2 separate regions of the Triticum aestivum genome follow, and region 2 is linked to region 1. Evidence: chromatin contacts called from public Hi-C data. All regions are on one chromosome and are shown on one strand. The core of a region is the stretch at or near the end of the contact, and the rest is flanking DNA. Distances in the headings are between cores, read along the strand shown. Region 1 holds the start of LOC123171570 (EID1-like F-box protein 3). Region 2 holds the start of LOC123182461 (transcription elongation factor SPT6 homolog).

Region 1 (7,456 bases), core at 2,318-4,817:
AAATCCACGGACAAATACTCCGGATTTGCAAGATTTGAGAAGGATTTGAGAGGGAGAAGAGGGGGGCGCTTTGCTTCACCTTGTGGGTGGGGTGGGGGTGAGTGGGGTGAGGGGGTGGGGCTAGCCAAAGTGGCAAACAGACAGTGCACCGCCTAAGGGCCGGGCGCTGCACATTACAAGTGTGGCGGCCAAGCGATAGGCATTGCACTGCTGTCTGTGGGGCCGCGCCTGGCCCCGGGCTGCCACGCTGGCCGAAGGTGCGACGCCTAAGGAAAGACGCTGCACCGTAGTGTGCGGCGCTTTGCTGTCGGACGCCACCTTTAAAAGGGTCAGCAGCGTGAATTTTTTTCAAAAATAGTTTAAATTTTGATTTGATTTCATCCTCAGATCAAATATGTGTTTTCTGCCTCGCGCTCGCCCATTAATTTATTTCAGGTAAGTTTGGGCCGCGAGAGGTCGCTCGAAAGAGCCAAGTCTGTAGCTCGCGCCGCACCAACGCACGTCGCTTCTGAACCGCTACAAAAACCACAACAGCTGTGCGGCAGTGCAAAAATTGATTGCAACAAGGCCACAGGAGCCAAGAGATTATACAAAAGCCAACAAAACAAACGGGAAAAAGCCGCGGAATATGCTTCTATTCTATTGCATTTTCATGTGGCTAAGAGCATCTCCAGCCGTTGGCCTCTCAGGAGGGGCTAAAAATCGCCCCCTGGAGACGCACCGGCGCTAAACCACGTGCTGGGGGCGTGATGCCCCAGTCGCGGCGCCCACGTTTTTTTTTTTAAACTTAAATACGGCGCAAACGCGGCTCAAATTTAATGCCAACATCGGCGAGTTCGTTCAAATTTAAACATATTTTATAAAAAAAGAAAAAAACTACTAGGGGCTGCTCCTCGCCGTCTCCATCGCCGTTCCTCGCCATCTCCCTCGCCGCTCCTCGCCACCCGCCCTTGCAGTTCTACATGCTGAGGAGGCTGTAGAACCGCGTGTAATTGCCGCCGCCGTCGTCGCCGCCGCCGTCGTCGCCGCCGCCTCCGCCACCGCCGTCCCTGCTGCATCTCTCCCCTGGTTGGCGCGGCGGGTTGGACGGTCCGGGGGCGTTCTCGTCGTCGTCGCTTCGAAGATCACGACGCCGTGCTCGTCCTCGCGCCCACGTTTGCGGGCTTCTATCTCATCCAGGGCCCGGCGCTGCCGGACCATCTCGTCCCGGTAGTAGTCGTCCCGAGCCCACTGTAGGGCCTCCTCGTCGGAGAAACCGCGTCGGGCTATCTCCTCGTACTCCGGGGGGCTCCGGCTTGGGCTCGACGAGGACGAAGCGGCCGGAGGGGGGTGGAGTCGCCGATGCGGACGCCGGAGCTGCGGGTGCATGCGCTGACAGGCGTGTCCTGGGGCTCCGGCTTGACGGGGCGGAGGCAAGGAGAGCCGGACGAGCGGCCGGACGAGGAGGAGGACGCCCCGGGCCGGTCCATGCGCCTCAGCGTCCAGGAGCTCCCACGGCGGCGTGAGAAGGACGGGGGAGAGGGGTACTCGAGGCGCGGCGTGTTGCCGCCCTCGATGTACTCGAGGACGGCCTCCAACGTGCGGCCGGGCACGCCCCACCACCGGCGCCGGCCCTCGGAGTTGAGCCTGCCGGAGGGCACGACGCCGTTCGTCGCCTTGAGCTGTTCGGCGTGGCGGCGGCGGAAGTAGGGCTCCCAGAGCGGGCTGTCGGGGGTGTACCGCGGGCCTTCCCTCGCAACCCGCGGCACGGACGCACGGATACGTGCGATCTCCGCACGCCGCGCCGCCCCGGTGGGTGGTGGTGGCACCGGCACGCCGCTGGCGCTGATCCTCCACGCCCCGAGCACCCGCATGTCCGGCGGGACCGGGTACTCGGCCTCGAAAAGGAGGCGAGCCTCGTCCTCATGAAGATGGCGGCGCCCGAAGCCATTCGCCGCCGCGCCGTCGCCTGGAAAGCGCTCGGCCATTCTTCTGAACTGGAGACGGCGAGAGGAGGCGAGGGAGGAAGGGGGAGAAATGGGCGCGTCGGCGGTGGAGGATCTGTGCGTGTCTCCAGCGCGCTGGTGGTCGGCTTATATAGGCGGAAGCGCCGCGTAGTACGCGTGGCCGGCGCGTTACGCGTGGCGGGCAAGGGGACGCGCGTCGCCCGGCCTTCACTGCGCCGTCCGTGAGGCATCAATGGAGGCTGACCGGTGCGGCAGCGCGCGCAGCTTTGACATTGATTCGTCGCGGGGAACGAGGCGATGAGGACGACGAAGTGGCGAGAAGAGAGTCGAGTCGCTGGCAAGGGGGGCCCGCGGCTCTTCGCGCAAAAACGATTCGCCCGGCGCCCCCGAGCTCGCCGGGTTCGGGTTGGGTCCGCCGGCGCCAATTTCGACCGCTTTTGGGAGCGCGACGGGGCTTTTTTTTTTACGCCGGCGGCCGAAAAATCGCATGGGGGGCCTCGTCGGGGGCGCAGCTGGAGATGCTCTAAGACAAGCTCTTCGCGTCACAGCTCCGTGTGCCCGTCGGCGGTGGCAGTGAATCCGTCGTCGTCAGAGTCGGTGTCCTCGCCACCGCGGCCGCGCTGGCGCTCGCCGTCGCCATCGCTGTCGCTGGAGGAGAGGCGCGCGAGCCAGCAGCTGCCGTGGAGGTGGCCGCTGACGCAGACGAAGTACTCGAGGCGGCCCTCGTGCGCGCCGAGGCGGCGGCACGCGCTGCGGGGCGCGAGGCCGGCGGCCGTGACGCTCCAGACGCGCGCGCCGCAGTAGGGGCAGCGCACGCGGGGCTCCAGCGGGGCGCGGCCGCCCACCAGGCATGCGCGCGTGCGCGAGCGCATGAAGCCGCGGAACACGCCGCGGTAGGCGCCCACGTCCTCGTCGTCGCCGGCGCCGGCCGCCGCGTGCTCGCACGGGTCCGACACGTACAGCAGGTCCCCGCCGCACCGCCGCGACAGGAAGCTCCGGCCGGACGTCTTGGAGAAGCGCGACACGGGCGCGAAGTGGCCCCGCACGCCCGCCCCGGCCGCGCCGCAGCAGTAGAGGAGCAGCTTCGCCAGCGCCGGCCACCCGCCGCCCACGCGGCCCGACGAGGCCGAGGAGCCCGTGGTGAGTGCGGACACCATCCGCGGCGCGCGCGAGACGCAGAGCTCCCGCCACAGCACGCGCTCCGCGACGGCGCGCAGCCGGCGGCTGACCCGCGCCACGGAGCACAGCGCCTGCGGGTCCCAGTTGAGCGCGCGGAACACCAGCGCCAGCACCTGCTCGTCCAGGATCCCCACGTTGACCCCGCGGATCCGCGCCCCAATGCCGCGCCCCCCGCTGCTCAACTCGTCGGCGATGCCGCCGCTCGCGCTCGCCTTGCTGCCGCCGGCGCTGCCGACGCGCAGCCGCCTCATCTCCCGCGTGCCTTCGCTCATACTACCAGCTGAATGTTAGTCGACCCAGTTACCCGACCTGGTGGATGTGGACTCTGAGCGTGACTGTAACTCGCGTGCCCGAGCGCGGAGCGGGGCGGCGCCGGCGGGTGGGCAGTTATATACGCGCACGCCCGTCCCGTCCGTGCTCCCTGGAGGCGACCCCGACCCGGCCGGCCACCCCGGCTCCTCGTGTCGCCGCGCGGCGCGTGACAATTGTACGGTTCAGCCGCGATACTATCGATGATGCGGTTGCGATCAGAAAAGCGATCCTTGTCGCACTCCCCCCGCAAGCAAAATATCTCCGTCATCCCCGCACGCTAATCCCTCTTGCCTTGCGTGCCGTGCCTCTCCGCCAAAACAGTGCCAGCAGCACCTGTGTCGCCACCGACCGTCCAAAATTGCTGCCCGGACAGAGCGCGCCGGTGCTGCGCATGCGGGTGCAGACTGCAGCACAGCGCTGCTCGCCATCCCCAAAATATCTTGCGCGCACACTGCCCATCTTAGTTTACTTGGACGTACTGGATCATGTATCATGCGAGCTCAGTTTACTTAGCTGACGTACTCTATCTATGGCGGGCACACTGGCGGGCGGGACACGTGCCCCGGCGGTCGCACCTGCGCGCCCGTGCTCTGGGGCGACACGTGCCGGCCGGGCCTCGCTCGGCGGGGACGCGTGGCGGGATCACGGCGGCTGGCACCGGATGGTCTCAGGATTCGGTTGGCTCCTCGCCCGGGCTGGCGGCGGTGCGGACGCGTGTGGCTGCTGGGAAGCCGACGCGCGGAAATATCTGGGGCTACGCGGCGCGCCTGGGTTGGCCGAGCGGCACACGCGTCGCGGAGCTGGCTCGGTCACTCGCTGCGTGCGTTCCGTTTCTTTGCCGCTACGTACGTACTGGATGAAGATCCGCCAATCATCAATCCTGCTGCGCGCACGACGGTGGGATTGCATTTTCTTTGTCCTCTTGCGGGAGAGGGATGGAAATGTACGTTACGCAGGGTTTGACAAAGTGGCGTCTCGGATGGCACTCGCTCCGGTGCGATGGGAATGGGATGCCCACCAAACGGGTTTGCTGGTCAATCATTCGTGGTGTCGGGGCGATGTCATGGAGGAAGCATCGCCTCGCAGTTCACACAAGCATTTTTTTTTGTTGGAATCACGCAAGCATGCTTGTTACTGTCGTCAGGTGCTACTGTGCTAGTAACACAGCGTAGCAGCATCGCATCAGAGTTCTTGCCTTGTCCACAAAAAAAAAGGATTTCGTGCGGAAACATACGAGGTTTTTCTTGAAATGTTAAGTAGCTTGGCTTCCATGCACGTATCTTCATGCGACTTTTTTCTTGAAATGTTAAGTAGCTTGGCTTCCATGCACGTATCTTCATGCGACTTTAGCGGTCATGTCACGTTTCGGAAGCGCTAGCTGTAAAACCGCCGCGCGCGAACGTCTTCTCGTCTTTTTTGGCTATCCACTCCCTTTCACTCACTCACTCGTTCTCTCAAATCCCTTTTGCCCCGGCACCTCCTCCTGTCTCCGGCTTCACTCTGCCGCCGGCATCCCCCTACCGCCGCTCCTCTCAGGCACGTGCGCCGGGGGGGGGGGGGGGGGGGGGGGGACCATGAGGGCACAAAAATCCGCACCATTGCGACGTGTATTGTGACGGCGGCCTGTTTGTGTTCCCATCAGAGGACGGGCGACCCGCACCATTGCGACGTGTATTGTGACGGCGGCCTGTTTGTGTTCCCATCAGAGGACGGGCGACAACGGGGCCTGTCCCATGCCGACCCATTCCGGAATAGGATGTCGCTGCTAATGGGGTCACCTCTACTACTGGTAGGGTCAACGACCTGACATCTAAAGCCCACCTAGGGTCCCCCATTATCATTGGAGGGTCCCAGGACCTCAGGCGCATTCGCATGCGCACCGCCGAAGATCCACTCGGATAGACTGACTACACTCGGATGTCCTCCCTCCAGTCGACCCAGCCACTGCCGCTCGAACAGAGAAGACGTAGGGACAATGTGGGAGCCGCAATGGTTAGGTGATCTTAAGTCAGACTTCAAGCATAGTTAAGGCTGTCGTTACATGTAACTCCTGTAGTCATAGCTATTTAAACCTGTAACTGTCATAGTTATAGTCATTAATCCCCCTTGTAACGTGGGAGTGCAAAGGCGCGACGCGCCCTCCTCCATGGCAGGGGTTCAACATCATTTGTAATCATATACCCCAAGAGAAAACAAGTCTCAGGGCATGAGCTGTAGGGTTGTTATCTCCTCCGAGAGGGGTCTGAATTCATAAAAACCGAGTGCCACACCTGCGCCGCAGCTAGGCTCTGCCCCTCTTTTGTATCCCTAGTACTCATTGTCAGGATCGTAACCTCGATAGCCATTGGGCAGCGTGTACTGTGCTGCTCATGCTCTTCGGGTTGTTCATGACGCATGGCGACGCCCCTTGCTGTTTTCAATGTGGACGTTGAGGGTGCCTACGCCGATGGAGACGAAAATGTTGGTGATGAGGACGATCCTAGGCGTTCTCGACGTAGATGTCGTCGGTGTTGGGGCTCAACGCCAGGGAGCTGATGGAGAGGTTGTCGACGTGAATGCCACGACAGCTGTCAAATCGGAAGTGGAACTACAGGTTGTCCTGCACCTTCACAATAGCATTGGCCATATTCTTACTTTTGTGAAAGATCAAATCCATTATTAGAGTTCATCGGAAGTACATAACATCTCAAATAATAAAACATCAAGATTCTAATCGAATGACCACTACTACCATCAGAACGGGCCGTTGTCGCGAATCTACTACTGGAGTCAGCTTGACTTTGTCATGACAATTGGAAAGTCTTCGTGCATGTGCTCCTAAGGACCAGCGCCATGGAGCCGTAATTGTCGTCGTTGAACTCTTGCATAGGTCTGAAGCACCTGACACCAAATCTTGCCATGTGACGAGAAACCTAACCTCGTATCCCCATTGAGACGGCGGGAATCTACGCCGGAGCTCACGCTGACTATGTCTATACGGACAAACTCAAGGAGAAACAGAGCTCGGAAGACAAATTCGAAGAAGCGCCTCCACCCACCCGAGCACCGTGCATGTGAGGACTAACAAATTCTAACATAAACTACTAACCGAAGCACATGCACCGGGATTCTCCTCCCCGCCATCGGCGCCCGGAGCAGTGGGCAGGGGGGAGGCAAATCATAGGCTCGCCGATGAAGTTTAGAGGGGAGAGTTTATCCTAGTCGCCTAGGGTTAAGGGAGAAAAATAGAACAAGATACATTGGCCATTCACAGTAGCAAAAAAAATTCTATATACCTGCAACAATCCATCCATCCATTAAGCAATGATATTGTTTGTACCATCCGGCTAACATGATAAGGCGTTGTTGTTGAAGAACTTCGTCGTCTGTGTGGTGTCATGGGATGGCTGGTGTGGGTATGGTCATTGTTGTAGTTTGTATATGATGGATCTGATCACTTTAGACTTTTTTTCCTCGCCCACGCATAGCTTTGATCTTATATGACATTGCTATTGCCCGTGTGTGTTTTGCGTATTGCAATGATGTCGGTTGTGTGCATCTTGACTATGCAGAGGCCGGATGTTTGCTCTTAAGGTATGTGTTCACTTGAATCTTGACGCACCTTTTTGCGCCAATAAAATTCACCCTTGTCGAATCTGGTTAACATGATACTATGTGGACCATTTGACTCTTATCATTTGATTCAAAGGATTCTAACGATGTAAAAAAGCACGAAAAAAAAGTAACTGCAATGACTAACTGTTAGTCTCACATTATTTTTTATTTTATTTTTGCAAAAATGATCGGATCTATTATAAAAGTTTATCGGAAGTACAAATCATTTCAAACTTTTAAGACCATCGAACGACCACTAATGCCACCAGAATGAGCTGCTGACGCCGCTCCCCTACGGGAGCCTGCTTGATCTTTTCGATGACAACCAGGAAGTCTTCGTGCACGTGGCCTTAAGGACCAGCGCCCTGAAGCCGGAGTCGTCGCCATTTAACCCTTGCATATATCTGAAGCACATGACGTGACAC
Region 2 (7,456 bases), core at 1,322-3,821, 410 kb after region 1:
AAGGTGGCTTCAGCGGCAACATGAGCGACATGGGAGGTGGCTTCGACGGCAATAGGATGAGTGGCATGGGAGGTGGCTTCGGCGACAACATGATGAGTAGCATCGGAGGTGGCTTCGATGGCAACATGAGCGGCATGGGAGGTGGCAATGAAGGTGCTTCCGGTGGAGTTCGTGGCAGCGAGACTTCAACGTATGAAAACGTCGACAATTAGCCATTGATGATGATGATCATACCACCGTCCACAATGGCACCACTGACAACAGACATGACGAAAATTGAATGATGTTTATGTGCATTTTCATTTGTTGGATAAAGAACTTTGGCTGAGACATTTGACTTTTTCTTGTAGGATTTGAAACTTTGATTGATGATGCATTTTTGTTGGTAGAATTATGAAATTTCAATGTGCAAATGCGGCTGTACACATCCCTGCGGCCGGCGGTCGGTTTTACATCTCTAGTTTGCATCTTCCATTGGAGTTGCTCTTTTACATCTTCAATATGCACCATCTATTGGAGTTGCCTCTTTTCCGGAGATGTAATTTTTTACATCTTCTGTTTTACATCTCCAAATTTGCATCTTCTATTGGAGATGCTCTAAATAAGGTTGTTAATGATAATCTACTTTACCTTTGCGCATGTCATCTTATTTCGAATGTAGATCAATCCATAATTTGCATTGTTAAGGGCGTCTCCAATGGCAACCCGCAAATTTCCTCCCACACCCATTCACAGACAGGGGGACCAGTCTGTGGACATGGATGCAGGAGGCCGCCATCCAACGCTGCCCGCATACATTTCAACAACAATCCGCACAACCAGATGAAATTCGTTCAAACTTGGTCGGATTTTCATACAAACCGGACGAAGTTCACGCAAACACGACGAATTTTTAGATTGCAAACATTTAGAACAAAAGAACCATCCGACCCGACCCTGAACCTACCTACGGCGGCATCTGTCGTCCATGCCGTTGTCATCCTTCACTGCTGTCGAGCACCGACGATAAGACCACTGAAGTGAAGCTGTGGTCTCTGGCGAGGAAGAGTAGAACACGAGAGACGGACCGACCCACATGGGACACAAGGCCCTGCCGCCTCCTGTGCCCTACTCATCCTCGGAGGAGTCCGCGCATTGTCCGTTGCTGGTGGACGTGAGGTCCATGATGGAAATGGTGGCGCCCGCACTGTCGTCGTCCCACATGGGCGCCTGATGGTTCGTCGGCGGTGTGCATGAGGCGAAGCTAGCGTTGTTCTCATCCGCGATCACCTGTAGCTGCGCCTCCGCGGCGGCATTACATGCTGCTCCGCGATGAAGTTGGGGTTCATCGCGGCCATGGACGCCACGACCTCCTGGCTCACACACTCACCATCGATCTGGACCTCCGCCAGCCGGTGCTGCTCTAGCAACACCGACAAAGGCACCGACGTAGGAAGCTCCTCCGCCATGGCGGCGTTGTAGTGCGCCTGCGCCATGGTGAAGATGGCATGCATAGGCGATGGCTTCGGTGCGGTGTCGTCGGAGTCCGTCTCCATCGTGGGGTCGTCCTCGTCGTCGGAGACCTCGGGCAAGCTGGACGGCAGGCCGGCCTCGATCCGCCTGGTACAGCGGCTCTGCCAGGCGGCCGCATGGCGCGGCCAACTCATGCTTTATCTCCGTCGATGGGCTCTCCCACAGAGCGTTGCCGCCGGCTGTCATGGCGAGTGTGGTGCAAGGGAGGAGGATGTGGAGCGGCTTGTGTTGTGGCATGGACTAGAGCGGGTGTGGACGCCTATAAATAGCGGAGTGCGTTGAGGCCAGGCGTCCGGGTGCGTCAATGCACGTTGCCGGAGTGGGTTTCTCGGCCGGCGAGCCTGCTTAATGGCGGCATACGGACGAACGGGGCATTGAACGGACGTGGTAAATATCCGTCCCGTCCCGTCCAGTAACGCTTCTTAGGCATTGAACATGCGTGAACACCAGGGACGCGTCGCGGGCGACGCCCTCGGCCGGTGCGCCGCTTCAATGCCGGCGCCAGTTAAAGGTCGTGTCCGCTATGTAGCCGGCTTCAATGGGGAGCGACCGGCGGCATGAATGCGGGCAGCTGGCACCGGAAGAAATACGCGCGGGCGAGGAAGGACGGTTTTGAGTGGGCCAGGGTGGTCAGAAGCAGGCAGTCCGGACGCACGCAAAGCCCCCACGTTTGTCTCCGGTTTGCGGGAGAAAGTGCGTCCGCATGCCTTGTGGACGGATGCAGGACCTCGGTGGATGGCACGCGCGGTCCGGACGTATGCAGGTGGTTCGAGGGTAGCTGCTGGAGATGCCCTAATACTAGTATATTCTTTTTGAAAAGGGTGCTAATCTTATCTTGACAGTGTTGAGGTGGGCTGGTAACAAATGCATTTTGGGTGCGATCATCTATCCAACGGGCGCTGAAAAGTTGACCCGAATATTACCACTAGACCCTGCCAAAAGAACGATGTCACAATAATACCCTCGCCGGAAGCAAAGCAGAAGCCCACTCGCAGATATTACAGGGGCCGTATTGAAAACAAACTCCCCCAAAATCCATTCATTACTTAACCGGCCTGTCCCCAATCGCAGCACACTCCTCACCGCCACCTCCAAGCCCCCGGCGACGCCCCGCCTCGACCTCGCCGCCGCTCCAGCCCACGGTTCGCGGCTCCCCGGCCGCCGCCGCCGGATTCGCCTCCTCGCCGTCGGGTGAAGTCGGTCAACCCTCGGCTCAGGCGCTTCGCATCGCCCGCGCCCCCTCGGCGTCGGCTCGGGCCCGGGCCGCTCCCTCCTTCCTCGAAACCCTAGATTCCGCCGCCCCACGCGCGGTGCGATCGTGCGGCCCGCGGCCTCCCGCGATGCCCATATAAGGAGGCCCCCTCTCCCCCCCGAGGCTCTCGACACAACCGCTCTCGCGCTCTAGGGTTTGCGCCGCCGCCGCCTCGAGGACAATGGGACGCACGGTGGTTTCCGACGACGAAGGTACGCGATTTCGTTGCCGATTCCTGCGGTTTCGCGTGTTTTGGTGCCCTCGGCGGCGGTTTGTGCGCGTTTTCTGATGGGAAAAGCTTGCGCTTCTGTTGGAACCCTAGAGGACGACTTCATCGAGGCCGAGGAAGAGGACGAGCCGCGGCCGTCGCGGAGGGCCAGGGATGATGTCGACGAGCAGGACGACGATGAGGACGAGGAGGAGGACGATGAAGGTTAGTTTCTCCTAACGATCTTTCCATTACGTTTGCTTGCGCGAGGGATTTGTTGGCTGGAGCTATCCTTTCCTCTCGATTGAGATGCTTTTATGTGCTGTGCGGTACTGTGTTTCGGGCGTTCTCTTGCTTGATTTCTTATTTCGATTGGTTTTACTGTGTATTACGATGTTTTGCTATCGATTACAGTTTGCAGCAGTTGCCTTTTTCTAGTCGAATCGCCTGTGATTGTGTTCTCGAGCTAGTATAGCAATAATTGGGTGACCTTGTTTGTGAGCAGATGAGGGACAGAATGAGTACGAGAAGGATGGCTTCATAGTGGATGATGCGGATGAAGACGAGGAAGAGGAGGAGGAGGAGGCGAGAGCTAGTGATGATGAAAGACGCAAGAAGAAAAAGAAAAGAAAGAAGAAGAGGTAGTTGCTTTTTATGCCTCGTCATGAAACAGAGTGTCTTATTCTTTATGAGTTTCTAAACTGCAAGAAATGTGGCCAGAGAGACGGAGGATTTCGAGCTTGATGAGGATGACTACATGTTGCTCCAGGATAATAACATTACTGGCATCACTCGTCCGAAGCCTCCTGTATGCTTTAAGATAATCTTTGTGTCTGTTTTGGACTTCCATGAGTTTTTGCATGCTTCTCAGTAATGTGCCTTCTCATTTTGCTGACGGTAGGAAAATAAGTTTAAGCGGTTGAAGAAGGCAGGACGGGAATCTGAAATGGATGGGCGCTCTGGCTTCTCCGATCATGACGGAGCAGGAAAAAGCCGGACTGCTGAGGAGACAGTTCGTAGCTCCTTGTTTGGTAATGAAGGTACCTGCTTCTGAATCCTCTTCACTTTGCTTGTTTTCCAATGCTGGAAGTTTCCTGTCTAATTTTTAATTTGCTGCAATATCATTTGCTCAGAACCGTTTGAGGAGGATTTTGTCGAGGAGGATCAGCAGGTAGATGAAGATGAGGTTGGTGAAGATGATATGGATGATGAAATGGGCGATTTCATTGTGGACGAAGAGGAAATCGATGTGAATGGCCAAGTTGTGAAGTATGCTCTTATGTTCCGTATTGTGTGTTAATGGTTCTCTATCCATGTGAAATTATTCAGACCTTATATTTGTTATTATTATTAAATGCACACATGCTATTGTACTGCAGAAGGAAGAAGGTTAAAAGAAAGCCTCTGCGACAAGCTGCAGGTGTATCATCATCTGCGCTACAAGAGGCCCATGATATATTTGGGGATGTTGATGAGCTATTAGCACTAAGAAAACAAGAGCTTGAGAGGGATGCTATTAATTCCGGCGAGTTGAGAGGAAACAGGCTTGAAGATGAGTTTGAACCATTTATTCTCGCAGAAAAGTATATGACACCAAAGGATGAGCAGATAAAAGAAACTGATATACCTGAGAGGATCCAGGTAAGTTACCAGTTAGACATGTTGGATGTCTGTCTTGATTTTGGTTTGTAATGCGTATCTGATTCTTAATTGCTTCTTCCTCAGCTGTCTGAAGAGTTAACTGGCCATCCTATAGATGGTGATGCAAATAGTGAGGAGGAAAGTGTATGGATACACAACCAACTAACCGGGGATGGATTTCTGTCCCTTTTTGGCAAAGAGCAAGTGAACAGGGAGATTCATCAGAGCGACATCGTGAATGTCTTGAACATGCTACATACCCACAAATTTGAAGTACGAAAAACTATAGGATCTCATTGCATAATTTCTTATGTTTGATCTGCTGACTTGGTTATTGTTTCACATCAGATTCCATCTCTGTGCGTAATTTCTTATGTCTGATGTGCTGACATAGGTATTGTTGCCTGTCAGGTTCCATTCATTGCAATGTATAGGAAGGAAAGTTGCCTGAGTCTGGTAAAAGATAACGATGCCAATGAACAAGCAAATGAAGAAGAGACGCGTAAAATGAAGTGGCATAAGGTAACTGACCAGTGTCCACTACTAGACAGGTGTTAGGCCCCCCTGATTATCAAGATTTTACAATTGCTGACACAGTTTGTCTGTTGTTTGTAGCTGCTTTGGGCTGTTCAGACCTTAGACAGAAAGTGGCTTCTTCTTCAGAAGCGCAAGGTTGCTTTGCAGATTTATTATGAGAGAAGATATGATGACGAGAAACGAAGAATAGACGATGTTACAAGGCAGGCACTTAATCGACAACTCTACCACTCTATCATTGATGCACTGAAGGAAGCAAAATCAGAGAAAGAAGTGGAGGATGTTGACGCGAAATTCAATTTACATTTCCCTCCTGGTGAAGTTGAAGAAGTAGGTCAATTTAAGCGACCAAAAAGGAAATCCTTGTACAGTATTTGTCACAAGGCAGGATTGTGGGAGGTTGCTAACCAATTTGGTCGGAGTGCTGAGCAATTAGGCCAACATCTAACTTTAACGAGGATACCTGTACGTGATCTAACTCACACTTTGCATTATCCTTCTATGGAAGGATACTGCATATGCAACCTATCCTTTATCTGCATATATGACATTCTGTCCTGGCTAAATCTATTGTACCCGTGACACCTTTTCTGCTTCTGCTGCTTTCAGGAAGCGGGTGAGCTTGACAGTGGGAAAGATTCTCCTGAAGATGTTGCTGCAAATTTCACATGCGCAATGTTTGAAACGTCACAAGATGTCCTTCGGGGTGCCAGACACATGGTACCAACATCTTACAAGTTTAACCAGTCCTCATAGGAAGCTAGGCTATTCATTTCATCTGACTTGATCCAGTTTCATTTATTTTTATCTTATCAGGCAGCAGTTGAGATCGGTTGTGAGCCTATTGTAAAAAAGCATATCAGGGGTATCTTCATGGATAAAGCAGTTGTATCAACAAAGCCCACACCTGAGGGCAGTTCGGTCATAGATACTTACCACCAATTATCAGGTGTGGAGTGGCTGCAAGAGAAACCACTAAGCAAGTTTGGAGATGCACAGTGGCTTCTTATTCAGAAAGCAGAGGAAGAAAAGCTTCTCAAGGTTACCATAACATTGCCAGAGGATGCAAAGAAAGCGCTCATGTCTGAGGCTCGTGAGAATTACTTAAGTGACTGTGTCAGCAAGTCTGCACAACTGTGGGATGAGCAACGGAAGATGATACTGGATGATGCCTTCTTGAATTTTCTATTTCCAGCAATGGAAAAGGAAGCTCGATCACTGTTGACAGCAAAAGCCAAATGTTTTCTGTCTATGGAATATGGGAAACAGTTCTGGGACAAGGTTTCTGTTGCTCCTTGGAAGAAGAAGGATGCGGACAAGAAGGATGCGGACATTGATCTGGATGATGAGTCAGAGTTAAGAGTAATGGCCTGCTGCTGGGGTCCTGGGAAGCCAGCAACCACATTTGTAATGCTAGACTCATCAGGAGAATTGGTTGATGTTCTGTATGCTGGTTCTATTAGTCTTAGATCTCAAGGTGTTGCTGAGCAGCAGCGTAAGAGAAATGACCAGCAGAGGGTTCTGAAGTTCATGACTGACCATTCGCCACATGTTGTGTGTGTAGGAGCTTCGAATTTGAACTGCAGACAACTCAAGGATGATATTTATGAGGTATTATTTTATTTGTTTGCAAGTGAATTATGGCTGTTATTGTTTCTGTTCATAAGTATATGCTTGATGTTTGTTCTCCTTTCATCTGTTCGTTATTTCGGCTGTCATAATGTATCACCATGTCCGGTCACGACCACATGTGATCAGTTATCGTTGCCAATGCAGAAATCATTATTGTTGCTCTTCTTTTGTCAATTGCATGCAAGCATATTTTTCTCCTACTGTGATGTGTAGACACAGAAATGCCATCACGTGTTCTGCTAGGGGATTCCCTGGGTTGGCAATTCCTTCTAATGCTTACTGGCACTCTTCCATCATAAAAACTAGAGGATACCCCCGCGTTGCTGCGGGAATTGGTTGATGAAAATTTCGGTTGGTAACATGAGAACCAAAATAAAATATACATATGACTTGTTATATTTGATAGTGTAGAGTTGTAACAATATTTATTGAATATAAGTATTGAATGGAAAACATCATCCCATGCATAGTTGAATGTTGTGGTGGGTCTTCCTAGCATGATTGCATGTTGAGGTGGGCATTATCCCCTTCCTGGTTGTATGATGAGGTGGCATGCTTTCAAGTTTGACTCCCTTAGGTATATAGGATTCCGACAGTTGTTATTGGCTGGGTGCTCGCTCCAGTATTTATATTCAAATGAATATTTCCTGTCATTCTGTTCAGTTTCTTATTTG

Evidence for each region. A called contact is a pair of places that touch in the nucleus more often than the background predicts.
Region 2: a contact with region 1 is called in a Hi-C map of leaf, with 3 times the contacts expected there. The contact joins the promoter of LOC123182461 here to the promoter of LOC123171570 in region 1. A contact is called at or near these places in 2 of 5 Hi-C or Micro-C datasets (both in leaf).

The regions. Positions count from the first base shown.
Region 1 is chr1D:409,331,809-409,339,264 of IWGSC CS RefSeq v2.1, forward strand. It overlaps LOC123171570 (EID1-like F-box protein 3), which reads right to left and starts at 3,568. Exons shown (of 1, transcript XM_044589025.1): 1 at 558-3,568. The coding sequence starts at 3,397. The coding sequence ends at 2,489.
Region 2 is chr1D:409,738,140-409,745,595 of IWGSC CS RefSeq v2.1, forward strand. LOC123182461 (transcription elongation factor SPT6 homolog) reads left to right here and starts at 2,572. Exons shown (of 17, transcript XM_044595028.1): 1 at 2,572-2,976; 2 at 3,087-3,197; 3 at 3,478-3,613; 4 at 3,693-3,780; 5 at 3,874-4,012; 6 at 4,106-4,241; 7 at 4,352-4,613; 8 at 4,698-4,886; 9 at 5,025-5,135; 10 at 5,229-5,615; 11 at 5,760-5,870; 12 at 5,967-6,761. The coding sequence starts at 2,946.